Regions from separate parts of the Sus scrofa genome. Here region 2 is linked to region 1. Evidence: chromatin contacts called from public Hi-C data. All regions are on one chromosome and are shown on one strand. The core of a region is the stretch at or near the end of the contact, and the rest is flanking DNA. Distances in the headings are between cores, read along the strand shown. Region 1 holds the start of ARSB (arylsulfatase B). Region 2 holds the start of BHMT (betaine--homocysteine S-methyltransferase).

Evidence for each region. Hi-C and Micro-C count contacts between places; a contact is called where the count stands out from the background.
Region 2: a Hi-C map of liver shows a contact between it and region 1, with 3 times the contacts expected there. The contact joins the promoter of BHMT here to the promoter of ARSB in region 1. A contact is called at or near these places in 2 of 5 promoter capture datasets (fetal liver and liver) and 1 of 47 Hi-C or Micro-C datasets (liver).

What each region holds. Positions count from the first base shown.
Region 1 is chr2:87,776,151-87,782,963 of Sscrofa11.1, reverse strand. ARSB (arylsulfatase B) reads left to right here and starts at 3,411. Exons shown (of 8, transcript XM_021084478.1): 1 at 3,411-5,030. The coding sequence starts at 4,716. It overlaps LOC110259405 (a long non-coding RNA gene), which reads right to left and starts at 6,497. Exons shown (of 2, transcript XR_002341753.1): 1 at 4,857-6,497; 2 at 2,616-3,192.
Region 2 is chr2:87,908,177-87,914,989 of Sscrofa11.1, reverse strand. It overlaps BHMT (betaine--homocysteine S-methyltransferase), which reads right to left and starts at 3,897. Exons shown (of 8, transcript NM_001200042.1): 1 at 3,788-3,897. The coding sequence starts at 3,820.

The DNA of each region.
Region 1 (6,813 bases), core at 2,162-4,661:
GGTTGCCACTAAGCCCACTTTCCGAAGGGTTTTTGTCAGAAATGGGTGTTGGATTTTGTCAGAGGCTTTGTCTGCATCTATGGAGAGGACCATATGGTTTTTATTCTTCAGTTTTTTAATGTGGTGTATCACACTGATGGATTTGTGGATATTGAAGAACCCTTGCATCCTTGGGATAAATCCCACTTGATCATGATGTACAATCCTTTTGATATATTGTTGAATTTGGTTTGCTAGTATTTTGTTGAGGATTTTTGCATCAATGTTAATCAGTGAAATTGGCCTACAATTTTCTTTTTTTGTGTTACCTTTGTCTGGTTTTGGTATCAGGGTCATGATGGCCTCATAGAATGAGTTTGGGAGTGTCCCCTCCTCTGCAATTTTCTGGAATAGTTTCAGAAGGAGAGGTGTTAGCTCTCCTCTAAATGTGTGATAGAATTCTGTGAAGCCATCTGGTCCTAGACTTTTGTTTGTTGGAAGTTTTTAAATCACAGTTTTAATTTCAGTAGTTGTGATTTGGACATGTTAAAGTTTATATAAAAAATTCAGGAAAAGTCAGGAAAATATTAAACATTAAAAATTCTAAGGAGTCATTGTCTCTATGACACTATAAAACATATTGCAAACCCTCCGCCACTGCAATAGTGTGGTACTGAGTGCATGAGTCAACAGGTAGGCCAGTGGAATAGAATAGAAAACCCAGAAATAGATTTAAGAGTATATGGAAATTGCACATCTGATAAAGGTGGCATCTCATATCACTAGGGCAATGATGGGCTTATTCTTTTTATGAGTGGTGGTAGAATAACTGAGTAACCATTTGGAAATAAGATAAAATTAGATCCCTATTTCACAGCATATACAAAAATAAATGCCAGTGGGTCAGGGATCTAAATGTAGAAACTAGAGCATGCAAGTACTAGAAAAAAAAAAAGTGTGAATTTTACTTTCACATTAGTGTAAGGAAAGTCTATGACTCAAATCCAGGTGTAGTACAACAAGAGAGTATTGATAAACTTGCCTACATAAAAAAATAACTTTGGCATGTCAGAAAAATACCATAAAAAATATTTGACAATTGAAAAACTGGGAGAAAATATTTGTGATATAAATTGCAAAGAGGTAACATATCTAGTATATAAAGAACTCTTGGCGTTCCCATTGTGGCTCAGTGGGTTAAGAACACAACATAGTCTCTGTGAGAATGCAGATTCGATCCCTGGTGTTGCTCAGGGGGTTAAGGATCCGGTGTTGCTGCAAGCTGCTGGCATAGGCCAAAGATATGACTTGGGTTCGGTATTGCCGTGGCTGTGGTATAGGCCTCAGCTACAGCTCCGATTCAACTCCTAGCCTGGGAACTTTCATATTCTGCAGGTGTACCCGTAACTATTAAAATAAAATTATATATATATATATATATATATATATATATATATCTTAAATTCAGGGGCAAAGACCAAAAACCCAATTGGAAATGACACAGACAGTTCACAAAAATGTTGTAAAAATGTCTCTTCAACATATGAAAAGATGTTTAACCTTACAAGAGAAATACAAAAACAATTAAAAACTGTACGGAGATTCCATTTCTCTCATCGGATTGGCAAAAATTAAAAAGTATAGTACTTTTCAATGGCTAATGCTAATGAAAATTGGTACAACCCATGTGCATATGGAAAGGGGGAAAGCAGAATTGGAGGTATTCACTAGGAACTCATGGTTTTATATCTATAATTATGTACCTATAAAATATGGGTGTGTATATGTAAATACCTAATGTATGCGTATATGTGTATACATACATCTAGTTTCTATCTTTGGTGAGAGATCCTACCAGCAATGACAGCCCAGTAGCAAGAGTAGCCTGTAGCACAGATCTTGGTTTCTAGAGGCCACCCTCCTCTAAGAGGTGTCAGGGGTTCCTTGGAGAAGTGGCTGATTCCAGGGTTGGGGAAGAAAAAATCCAAGATGAATCTAGAATATCTTGTTGTACCATAAAGTAAGGGAGTGCTCAAATATTAAAGAGAACATGCCACAAGGACACAAGAGTTAGACTGAAGGGGCTCCCACTGGCCAAATCAGAGGAAATTTGAGCACTGATATGATTAATATGTATTATTATACTGATTAAATTAAGAATCTTTGAGTTCATAGTGATATAAACAAACACATGAGGAAGAAGGCAAAGTTCTTCCTTACAGTAGTAGAAAGACAACTAATAAATCTATTTAAAGAATGATAGAAAATCACTATAATCACCATTTGGGAACCATCCTAATAATGACTGAAGCAATAAGCCTCAGGGAAGGTTAAAACTAATAAGCGAAAGTTTTAGGAATAACAGAATATATGCATACTCTCAAAGTACCTCCCCATAAAATAATTATTAATTACAGGGGGGAAATAATAACTTTACAGTGGGGAAACGGCCACCTTAAGTTATCAAATAATAAAGTAAATCAACAACACCTGACTCTTAATATGAAGCATCAAGAATACGTTATATTTGCAGTATTTCTGTATAAACCCATAACCTGCGCCTAATCATTAGGAAACAACAACTCTAATGGAGAGATTTTACAATAACTAGACTATACTGCACGTCAAAGATGTTCAATGCATAAATGAAAAATAGAATTAACTCTTTTTAATTAACTCATTTGCACATTTCCAGAGCATTTTTAGCATAAGCTTTTATTTGAAAATTCAGGACATCGGAAGGTGCAGTGCAAGTTCAGTAGTTTCTGGAGCAGTTGGTCAAAGGAGGAATTGTTCCTGCAGATTACCAGCCATGGTTTGGGCAATCTGATTTCTATCCTGAAGGGTAGGGAGGAACAGTTATGGAAAGAGGGACAGGCAAGGGCCACCATGGAAAATTTTGTCCTTAAAGATCTTTTACATGGTTTTTAAAGGAAATTTTCAAGCCTTAACCTAATGAGAGTCAAATAGCTCTTCAACATTCTCTTTTTGGAATTCCCATTGTGGCTCAGCGGTTAACCTGACTAGTATTCCTGAAGACGCAGGTTCGATCCCTGGCCTCGTTCAGTGGGTAAGGATCTGGTATTGCCGTGAGCTGTGGTGTAGGTCACAGATAAGGCATGGATCCCGCCTTGCTATAGCTGTGGAGTAGGCCAGCAGCTACAGCTCCAATTCAATCCCTGCCGTGGGAACCTTCATGTCACCAGTATGGCCCTAAAAAGACACACACACAAATTTCTTTTTACTTAATGCCAATTTTTCTCCTGCTAAATTTCATCGATTCCACCACAGATGACAAGTGGCTGTAACATAAATTAATTTACTTCATGCAGAGAAAAAAAATTCTATGTATGTAAAGAAGGAAACATTCCATATGTTAGAGAATAATTTTCAAAAAATGAGAAAATCATGATCCTTATACACATATAAAATGAATATACATCAAAGATTTTATTTAATTCATTAACGAAGAAACAGAGTGTTAACACCAGTTCCAAGAACAATCCAAGGAACAGATCAGGAATATGAAATAAATGTGTAAGTGGAGGCAAAACTTTTTTCCAAGGTAGTGGCGAGGGTGTCATTCCAATGGATAGAATTAATTTGCATGTGTATAAACAAGAATTAGTTTCCATTGCTCTCAGTTATCTACAACCTATAAATGTGTACAATGAGTCCCATGGAATCAGAAGCAGATAACCTGAAAGGAGCGCAAAATTTCTTCCCCTACAACCAGTAACAGTTATTGTCTGTCTCCAGATAGAGGGAGGAGGCAGAGTCTTGGCTGGCAATGGGAATACACTGGTCATGAGGCTAACTTCCCATGCTTCAATGAGCATGTGGCTAAAGGAATGTTTCTTTCCATCCAGGGACTGTTTCAGGCAAATGAGTCTACTTTGGTTCACCACTTCATTGTGGGGGAGCCAACTCTGAAAGGGCTCGTATCTGGACAAGCTAATGAGCTACTCCCTGGCCACACAGCACTCCAAGGGCAGCCTAACTATAAAGCTGCACCTTCAAAACGGCACCGTGCAGTCCGAGTGTGTACTTGGCCCCTTTTGGCTAAGTGGGGAGGAAGTGGCTTCGCAGGCCTATGCTATTCTTAAAGGAATCTGAAACGCCATTCAGATCTCTGCCTCTTCATTGTTCTACATGCACGAGGCTGGGTTCTTTTGCTAGAAACAATTCTGCTAGAAACGATGCTTTCACGACTCTTAAAACATTATAGCTCAAGATATGGAGTCAGAACTGGGTCTGGGTTACGCCCAAGCAACTCCAAGCTTGTTTACTCCGGAAAAAAGGGGGGGGGAGGGGCAAAATTATGATTCCGAGCCGTCAGAGTTGTGAGATTTAAAGAGATAAGGGCTGTCAAAAATGCTGTGTAAATTGTGAAGAGTTACTAAAAAGAGCAAATTCGCTCCTCTTTTAGGATGCCAAGAGGCAACGAGCATCGCTGGAAAGATGAGACCTTGGCCCTTATCAAGCATCAACGGAGTTACCCTGGAGCACAGCTGCGAGGCTGCCCGAGTTCTACTCGCTGGCTCCTCCCCCGCCACACGGGCCCGGGCCGGGGTTAGAGGCGGCGGGTCTCCGGCGCTGGGCCTCTACTGCCCACGGCCCGCAGGGGGTGAGGTTCAGTGCCGGGGCGGGGCAGCCCCGGCTGCTCAGTTCCTGATTCTATAAGTGGTGCCCGAGGCTGGCGGCGCCACAGGCGCGGGCAACGCGGGCGACGCAAGATGGGCCGGCGAGGCGCTGAGAGTTGGCCCCGAGGCCCCGGGCAGCGGCGGCCGCTCCTCCCCACCGTCCTCCCGCTGGGGCTGCTGCTGTTGCTGCTGCCTCCTCTCGGTTCCAGCATTGGGGCCGGCCGGCCGCCTCACCTCGTCTTCGTGCTGGCGGACGACCTGGGCTGGAACGACGTGGGCTTCCACGGCTCGGAAATCCGCACGCCGCACCTGGACGCGCTGGCGGCCGGCGGAGTGCTGCTGGACAACTACTACACGCAGCCGCTGTGCACGCCATCGCGGAGCCAGCTGCTCACCGGCCGCTACCAGGTACGCAGCGCCCCCGGCGGCCCGCCGGCCCCGCGCCCGGCTCCGCCCCCGCCTCCGGCCGCGGCCCTCCTCCTTCGGCCGCCCCGCTCCGCTCCGATCCGGGCCTGCCCGGCCCGCGAGCTTCCTAGAAGTGGGGCCCGAGACCCAGGCGGCGACAGGCCAGTCGGGGTCGGTCCCCCGATATCAGTCCCAAAGAGGCGGCTTCTCGCCCACGCAGCGATGTCGCAGCTCCTCCCAGGCTCGCGGCGGCCTCTGCGCATGCCCGGTGTCCGGGCGCCCCCTCATCTCCAGGCGCCCCACCTCTCTGGGTGGTTTTTCTGTCTTCCGTTTTCTAAAGGTCGGGGTGAAGGGGATTTTGGCCGATGCTCGTTGCGGGGCCGGTAGCCGGTAGGCAGAAAGGTCAGAATGGACTCTGTGGAGTGGTCCTGAAGGGGACGATGGAGCAGGAGCGAGTCCCGGAGTGGGGCAGTGAGAGGTGGGGAGCCAGGAACGCTGGAGGGAGCTTTGAAATGAAGGCGAGCCCACAGTGGGAGCGATTATGGTTCCCTGTGAACCCAGCGTCATAGGTTAGGACTGCCCGATCGAAGATTAAAGGAATTTTTGAAGTTCTCAGCAGCCCTGGAATGAAACCTATCCAGGTTGATTTCCTGGAGCTGTTGACTTTCCTTTCAGAGGTAACCGGATTTCAGTATGCCTCTGAGCATCTTTGCTATGTCTTTAAAAACATCTCTGTAGTTAACAGCGTGAAGTGTGTGTGTAGAGCGCATGCATATGTTAGGTAACTAAGAATATCAAGAACATTTGCATTGTGCTGTTTTGGAAGTTAATTCTTGAAACAGCCTGTGAGGTAGCTGTTGTTTTTAATCCCCATTTACACATTAGGAAGTGAATCTGTAGAAATTCAGTGGCATGTTAAAAGTTGTCAACTGAAAGCAATGCTTGTGCCGAGACTTTTGGAGATGTTTTGGCAGAGATTTGCTGTGAGTCAAGAGTAGCAGATGTCTGTGTGAATGGTTTTAGTGCTTTTCTAGGTACAGGGAGCTGCAAGAATTGGGCTCAAAGACTCTTCTGCTTAAAATATCTGACTACCTGAAGACCCATTCTGTCTGTTTTTCCTAGAGCACAGAGTGCCTCATTGCTGACCTCCACCCCGAACTCCTTTCATGGTGTGTTGAAGGTCACTAGCAGTGGCTAGTGACTTACTTTTTGTAGAGGCAGATGGCAAGTGCCAATTTTTAGCTGACAGGTTCACACAGATAGAAAGTGGTAAAGCTGGGTTTTGCACCTTTCCTGCATGTATATATACATATATCTATACTTTGGGCCATTACTGTACAAGTCACATGGATTTGCTTGAATCTTGCTCTCCCAAATCTGTGTTTCTGTAGCCTTTCAGATCAAGCCTAGCTTCATATTGTCCTGAGATCAAGAGAAGGACGGGTTCACTTGCAATAAGGATTTGCACGGTGATCCGAAGACCTTTAGAAACAGAAATGATAGAATTTTATTGCAGACTGAGAAGTAGCTCAAGGTTTGCAGTGGAGCTAAAGGATAGTTCTCTTCACCATTGGCCCTAAGTACTTCCCATAGTTCTGACTGGCTGTTATGTGGAATCAGGAATCCCTACTCCGACGCAAATCTCTTCTTGGATGCTTTCTAGGAGTAAAAGGACCTCTGAGTACAGAGGGGAAAGGAGGGAAGACAAGGTCTGACCAGATGGTTCTGCATTTGATCAGAAGTATGAGAACTGAACTCAAATTGCAGAAGAAGGAATTCTGTTGTG
Region 2 (6,813 bases), core at 2,648-5,147, 130 kb before region 1:
CATTATGCTGCCAAGGAAGTTAGGAAGAACCTATTCTCTGCAAGTGAAAGAACAGGGAAGAGACAGGTAAATAAAGTATTTTGTAAACTAATTTTCAGCCCAGTCTCCATGCCTAGTGCATTTGCAGTACTGTGCATGAACTACCCTGGTGATAATAGACACATTTCAAACATTATTTTTAAAAGGGCTTTGTGCATTAGAAAGTAATTTTCTAGTGTAACCATTTTTTTTTTTAATGTCAAAAGAATTATAGAATTTAAACCTAAAAGGTACCCTACTTTCAATTTAGGTCACTCTCTCTGATATTACAAATGAGGAATGAAGGCCCAGAGTCTCTGAGTAATTTACACATGGTCTCCTGGTACAGCGTATAGGGCCTCTTGATTCTTCTACCCTTTAAGTGGGATCTAGATTTGATTAAAATGGGGGTGGGCAGGGTGGGAGAGCCCAGAAAAGACCATGTAAAGCAGCAACTTGGAATGTACTGACCTACAGTGTTCCATTTATTACCAGTAACGGTTGATAAAACAAATGCTGTTATAACAAGGGTTACAAAATCTGTGAGAGGCATTCAGAGGCTTTTGCATCTTAGGTCCGTACCACCTTTGGTCCCTCCCACACTCTTTTGACAGCTGGTGCTTAGAGAAAAGAAACATCTGCCATTTTTACTTAGAGCAGTAAAATAAGAGGATTGTGCTTTATATTCTTGAATAGCCCTTCCAGAGGGAAAACATTTCAAGTGTAGAAATCCATGAGACAACAACTAGGAAAACATAGACTCGATCACATGTAATTTTGAAATCCAAATAGCCATCATGATCGCAGTGTGTCTAAAATGCCACATCTTTAATACATATTTAAAAAAATACTTTACTGAGGTTTTATTGACATGTAAAACGCTGCACCCAAGAAACCATCACCACCATCAAGCCCATGAATCTATCCATCCCCTCCCAAACTTTTCTTCCTCTCCAATATTTATTATTATTATATTTTGTGGTAAGAACACTTAGTGTAAGATCGATCCCTTTAGCAAATCCGAAGTATACAATAGAGTCTGGTTAACTACGTTTCTATGCTGTATGGTAAATCTCCAGAAATTATAGATGGTGCAAAATTGAAACTTCGCACATCCAAGTTCTTCCTCTCCCCTGCCCTGGGCAATCACTATTCTACTCTGCCTCTATGACGGCCTAGAATGCCACATCTTAAAACTACAACTTTGATCCCTACAACCCAATTAACAAGAAAAATAGATATATTGCTAGTCAGTGCAATTGTATAAAAACATGAACAACCGTCAAATACATGAGCTATGATCTGCTACTAATTTTCATTTGGGCGAAATCATTTATGACATTTTGTTCAGTCACCTACTAACTCTCATTGGAATTTTGTGTTTTCAGATTTTTGTACCACAAGATTTTAAGGCACAGCACAGCTAAGAATCTACATTGATGGCAGAGTGGCTAGTGGTGATTCAGTTACCATGCTGTACATTAATTTAATGAACAAATAAATCTGGAAGAATACATTCTTAGATGCTATTGCATTTTTATATTACCTGACCTTCAGACTTTTCTGTTCCTAAAGCTAAGTGGCTTAAAAAAAAAAAAAAAAGTGGGAGTGCCCGTCGTGGCGCAGTGGTTAACGAATCCGACTAGGACCCATGAGGTTGCAGGTTTGATCCCTGCCCTTGCTCAGTGGGTTAAGGATCTGGCGTTGCCATGAGCTGTGGTGTAGGTCGCAGACGAGGCTCGGATCCTGAGTTGCTGTGGCTCTGGTGTAGGCTGGTGGCTACAGCTCCGATTAGACCCCTAGCCTGGGAGCTATATGCCGAGGGAGCGGCCCAAGAAATGGCAAAAAGACAAAAAAAAAAAAAAGTGGAATGTGCTATGAGAAAATGCTCAAGGTACTGTTTGTGAAAAAGTATTGCAAAACAATATGTGTAATATCAAACCATTTCTGTTTAAAAAGTACATATTTGCCTAGTCAGTAAATGAGCATGATATACAACCACATGTAGCAGACATTGTTCTTAGTATTTTTTCTAATTGTTTACAATAAACCTATGTTAGTTTTGTAACATGTATTTTAATTTTAATTGAAGTATAGACGTATTGGAGTTCCCGTTGTGGCTCAGTGGAAACGAATCTGACTAGCATCCATGAGGATGCAGGTTGGATCCCTGGCCTCGCTCAGTGAGTTAAGGATCGGTGGTTGTGGTGAGCTGTAGTGTAGGTCGCAGATGCAGCTTGGATCCTGCATTGCTGTGGGTGTGGTATAGGCTGGCAGCTACAGCTCCGATCTGACCCCTAACCTGGGAACCTCCATATGCTGGAGGTGCGGCCCTAAAAAGACACACACACACACACACAAAGTATAGACATGTTATTATCCATGTTTTAACAGTGACAAAGCATGCAAATAAGGTTACCAAAGAAACTTTTTTTCCTTCCCATCTTATGTCCATCTGTTGTTAAAATAATCTTTTTAAATGTTTGATTTTCTAAGTTTGAGTTTGGGGAGTGGGTTAGAATCTATGGCTATGAAAATGTGGCCAAACCAAAAAAAAAAACTTTTTTAAAACTCTATGGGAATCATCCTTTCCAATCTACATCAAGTGTTCTTTTAGTAGATGTATGTCATTGGATCCACCTAATCAATTGTTTTTCCTTGTGTGGAGATCTCTTTAATTTGAGGCATGGTCATTCCTTTAGAAACTAGGTACAGTCCGTTTCTAAAGGGATGGTTGGTAATGAATTTCAGAGCCGGGTCTGCCTGCACTGTCCTTACAGCTGAAGGGGAACAGGTGGCCTGGCCCGGTCTTCTTCCCTGCCATTTCCTGGGCCTCGGTCCGCCAGGGTTGGGGCTGGGTGCTTTGACACTCAAGGGCCAAGCAGACTCCCTCCTTCCTCCGTTGTCCTTCTCCTCTCCTCCCAACCATTGTCCTATTATCAGTGCGTCTATCCATCCATCGCCACCCTCCCACCCCCACCCGTCCCGCCTCCTACATCCCTACAACCAGAGGAAGGCCCAGAGTCTGGACTTAAAACATTCGTCCCAAGAGTAGGGTGGGCTTGCTACTGGGCTTTTGTTTTTAAAACTTAACAGCCCTACCTCAATATTTTACGGCCACGATGCTCATTTTTTTCTAGAACTATCTTTTCGAGGCCCACACGGTGCATTTTTCTGTTATCGCTGAAACCCAGCTGCAGATGAAAACTTACCATCGCCCGACCAATGCCAGAGCCTTAGCGCTGCAGCGGGGCGGGCTGGTGGGCGCATCGAGGACCCTGCAGGTAGGGAGCCCGGAGACCGGCGGTGCCCGCCAGAAACCGTCGGAGCGGAGCCGGGGCGCGAGCTTCCCTGCCTGGCACACGCAGGGCACTGAGGGGCGCGCGTGCAGCGGCACGGGCACAGACCCGGAGAGGTCCTGGCGCGCAGCAGGGCGACCCCGGGTCCCACTGCCATGGGGGAGGGAAGTCGTCCCTGTGGGTCTAGGAGCTGCATCTTGCAGGCGTGCTCTGGTCTTGGCGTATGGGTCTCAAGACGTTGGGAGAATCGGAGATTTGGTGGCGGGCGCCTGGGGTTCGGGGTCACATAGCTCTAGGGGGCGCTCTGGACGTGGAACGGGAGTAGGGGCTCAGAGGCGCCGTGGGGTCCCGCAGCCGAAGTTGCAGGGCTCCCACTGGGCTTGCCGAGGCTGGGATGCCCGCTGGTGGGTCAAAACCCAGAGCCTCGGCCGGCCAGGACCGAGGACACCCTCGGGTCCCTGCAGACTCACCTTCTTGGCCTTTTTGTCCCCAACCGGAGCCATATTCGAGGTGTCCGGATGGTACTCGAAAACGGATTTGGATTGGAACCGACGAGGTTTCCCTTTCGAAGCCTGCAGCTGCCCAGCGGCGGCAGCGGAGCTCTTTATACCTGCAGCTCTCACGCGGTAGGTTTCCCCAGCCTCCCCGCGGTCCAACGCGGGCCTCCGGCAGGGAACACGCCCCCCAGCCTTTTATCCTGGCTCCTCTGGAATCGGCCTCCTGAGGGAGTGATCGAGATTATTCTTGCAAATAGGTGAACTCGTCCAGAAGTAAGTTAAGAAGAAAAAAACAAGTAGGTTGCCATCTGCTCGGGTTTCAGCTCTACCTGTGCCCACCCCTCTTTTCTTCTCGAGGAGAAATCCTGATGTACTCCTCCTTGCCTGGGATCCTGTTACCATTACTTAGGTTGCCAGACCAGGCCCCTAAAAACGCCATCCAATGCCCAAATATTTGTCAAAGGCCGAGGATACAAGATTCTTGAACGAGGAGGCCATGCCCTGGAAGAACTTCAGCCTAAAGTGTGACCTCTGTGATTATACGTCCAGTGGTTATGGATTCGAACAAAATATGGCCTTTACAGAAAAGTCTGATACTGACCCTGCATTAGTGCATGTGTTCAAAATGACCTTCTCCCCTTAAGTCCAAACATGCCTTGTACTTTCTATCAATATCTTTGCAACATTTAACAAAGACAAACACTTCACCTTTGTATATGACAGTGGAAATGTACTTTAGCGATGTCAAACATTCAGTGTGAAACTGTCTAAAAATGTACAGGCATTTGAGAAACTGGAAGGAAATAGAAATGTTAACAGCAGTTATCTGTTGATGGTAGAGTTAGGTCTTTTATTTTCTTCATTGTGTTTTACTGTATTTTCCTGAAATCTCTTTACAGTGAAAATACATTGACTTTAAAATAATGAAAATATTGCTTTTAAAATGTACAACATAATAGAAAGTACCCTAGAGAACAATTTAAAAATATGAAATAGAGTTCAGAAACTGTTGTCCAAATACACAAAAGCACATAAGGAAGTTTTTGTATGTGGAACAATAGCCTCTATTTTAACAAATGCAAGGAAAGAAATTACTGTAGCAAACGATGAATTAATACAAACTTTGTTGCTAAAATTATGTGCAGTTGAAACTGAGAAGTAGAAAAGTCCTTTTGCTTCAGGTAATTGTCAGGTTTGAAGTAGGAAAAAAAATAGGAAGGTTGATGGATGCATATATTATAATTCAAATGATCTATTATTTCACTTGTCCACCAAGACTGAGGCATGAGGTAATGTAGGCATCCTTCACAGTGCCTAGACTTTATACCATGAAAGCTTTGGAGTATCTGAGTAGGTAACAGCTAAGTTACTTAACGCGTTAACTGCTTATACTATTAACCTGGTGAACACTGGTGAGACAAAGAGGTTCAGAGTGAGCCCAGGTATAGCTGCATAGAACAGTTGCAGTGGTGGATACCAGGCGCTAGGGGGCGGTATCAGGGCTCCCATAGTCAAAAACTGAAAGCCGACACTGTCATTTTCATAGTTCATCCAAATTTAGTAAAACTTAGGAGCGATTTTAAACTAGCAGCACTTAAAAAAATGAATTGAAAATTTTTAGTACGTTAATATAGACACATGGCAAAAATATGAAAAATCTTTCTCTGGCTGCTGTTCCCAGGTCAAGTCCTGCCTGGAGGTAACCACTATTTCCTGTTCTGTTCTCCTAGACTAGGCATGTCTAAATGTATACATGTATAGATAAGGATTTGTATTTAAATGTAGAAAATTTAGTTTATTTAGTTACTTTTCCACCTTCACTTTTTTTTTTTTTTTTCCTTTTAGGGCCATACCGAAGGTCCCAGGCTAGGGGTCCAATCCAAGCTGCGCCCGCCCGCCTGTGCCTGTGCCACAGCAATGCCAAGATCTGAACCCTGACTGTGACCTACACCACAGCTCAGGGCAACTACCAGATCCTTAACCCACTGAGCAGGGCCAGGGATTGAACCCTCCTGGGTACTTAGTCGGGTTGGTTACTGGCTGAGCCACTACGGGAACTCCCCATGTCCACCTTTTCCAAAACAATTAATAGGCAGCTATTGAAATCATTTTGTTTTTCTTCAGCTTCTTGATTTGTTCTACCTCATCCCCTGCCCCAATGAGGTCCATTAAAAAAATTTATGCACCACTATTCCTTTAATTGCTAATGACATGCCCAGCTTACGGAGTACTTCCTATGAGCCAAGCATTACTGTAAGCCTTTCACATGTAGGTATTACTTCCTCCTCACGATTCTGTGGGACAGACACTTCCACTTTGTCCTCAAGAGCTGGGAAGTCAGGGAGATAGAAGAGTTTTCAGCATGATCTCTGAAACTCCTGTGCCGCATTCCCAAAAGTGCAAAGTACTCAGGTGGCTTCAAGGCCACCTGGGCAGTGAGATCTGTAGTAACGGTTCCTGGGAGGCTGTCAGTGTTCTCCGTTCCCTGCAGGAGAAATAAGATGAGGAAGGTCTGACTGCTGAGGGCTTTGGCCTCCTACAAAGACATTTGATGTTAAAAATAAATCCTGAAGGGAGAGAGGAGGCTTAGAGATGGAGGTCCACTCCCTCAGTTTTATAACCTCAAAAAGAGAGGCTAGTGCTTTGCTCTTCTTCTAACCCCATTTACTCATTCAACAAACATTTAAGGCCCGTTTGTACCATGTTTCAAACACCACACTTATTACTAGAGATAAAGGATATTTCTCTTTATCCAGAGACAAAGAATATTTCTTCCTTTCCCCCAAGGGGGAAAAGATACCATCTCATGTAAAAGTTAAAATGTCACCTTTATCAATATGTGGAGGAAAAAAACATCAGGACTGTTCATTTTCTCTTCCATTGGGGTCATCTTTAAAAATGAAAGTGACTTTTCATATAAACTTTTTAAACTCAAAATGTTTCACTTAGCCTTCAAGCCAGTGAACATGTTTTATGTTTTAACATCATGTAGAACAGTG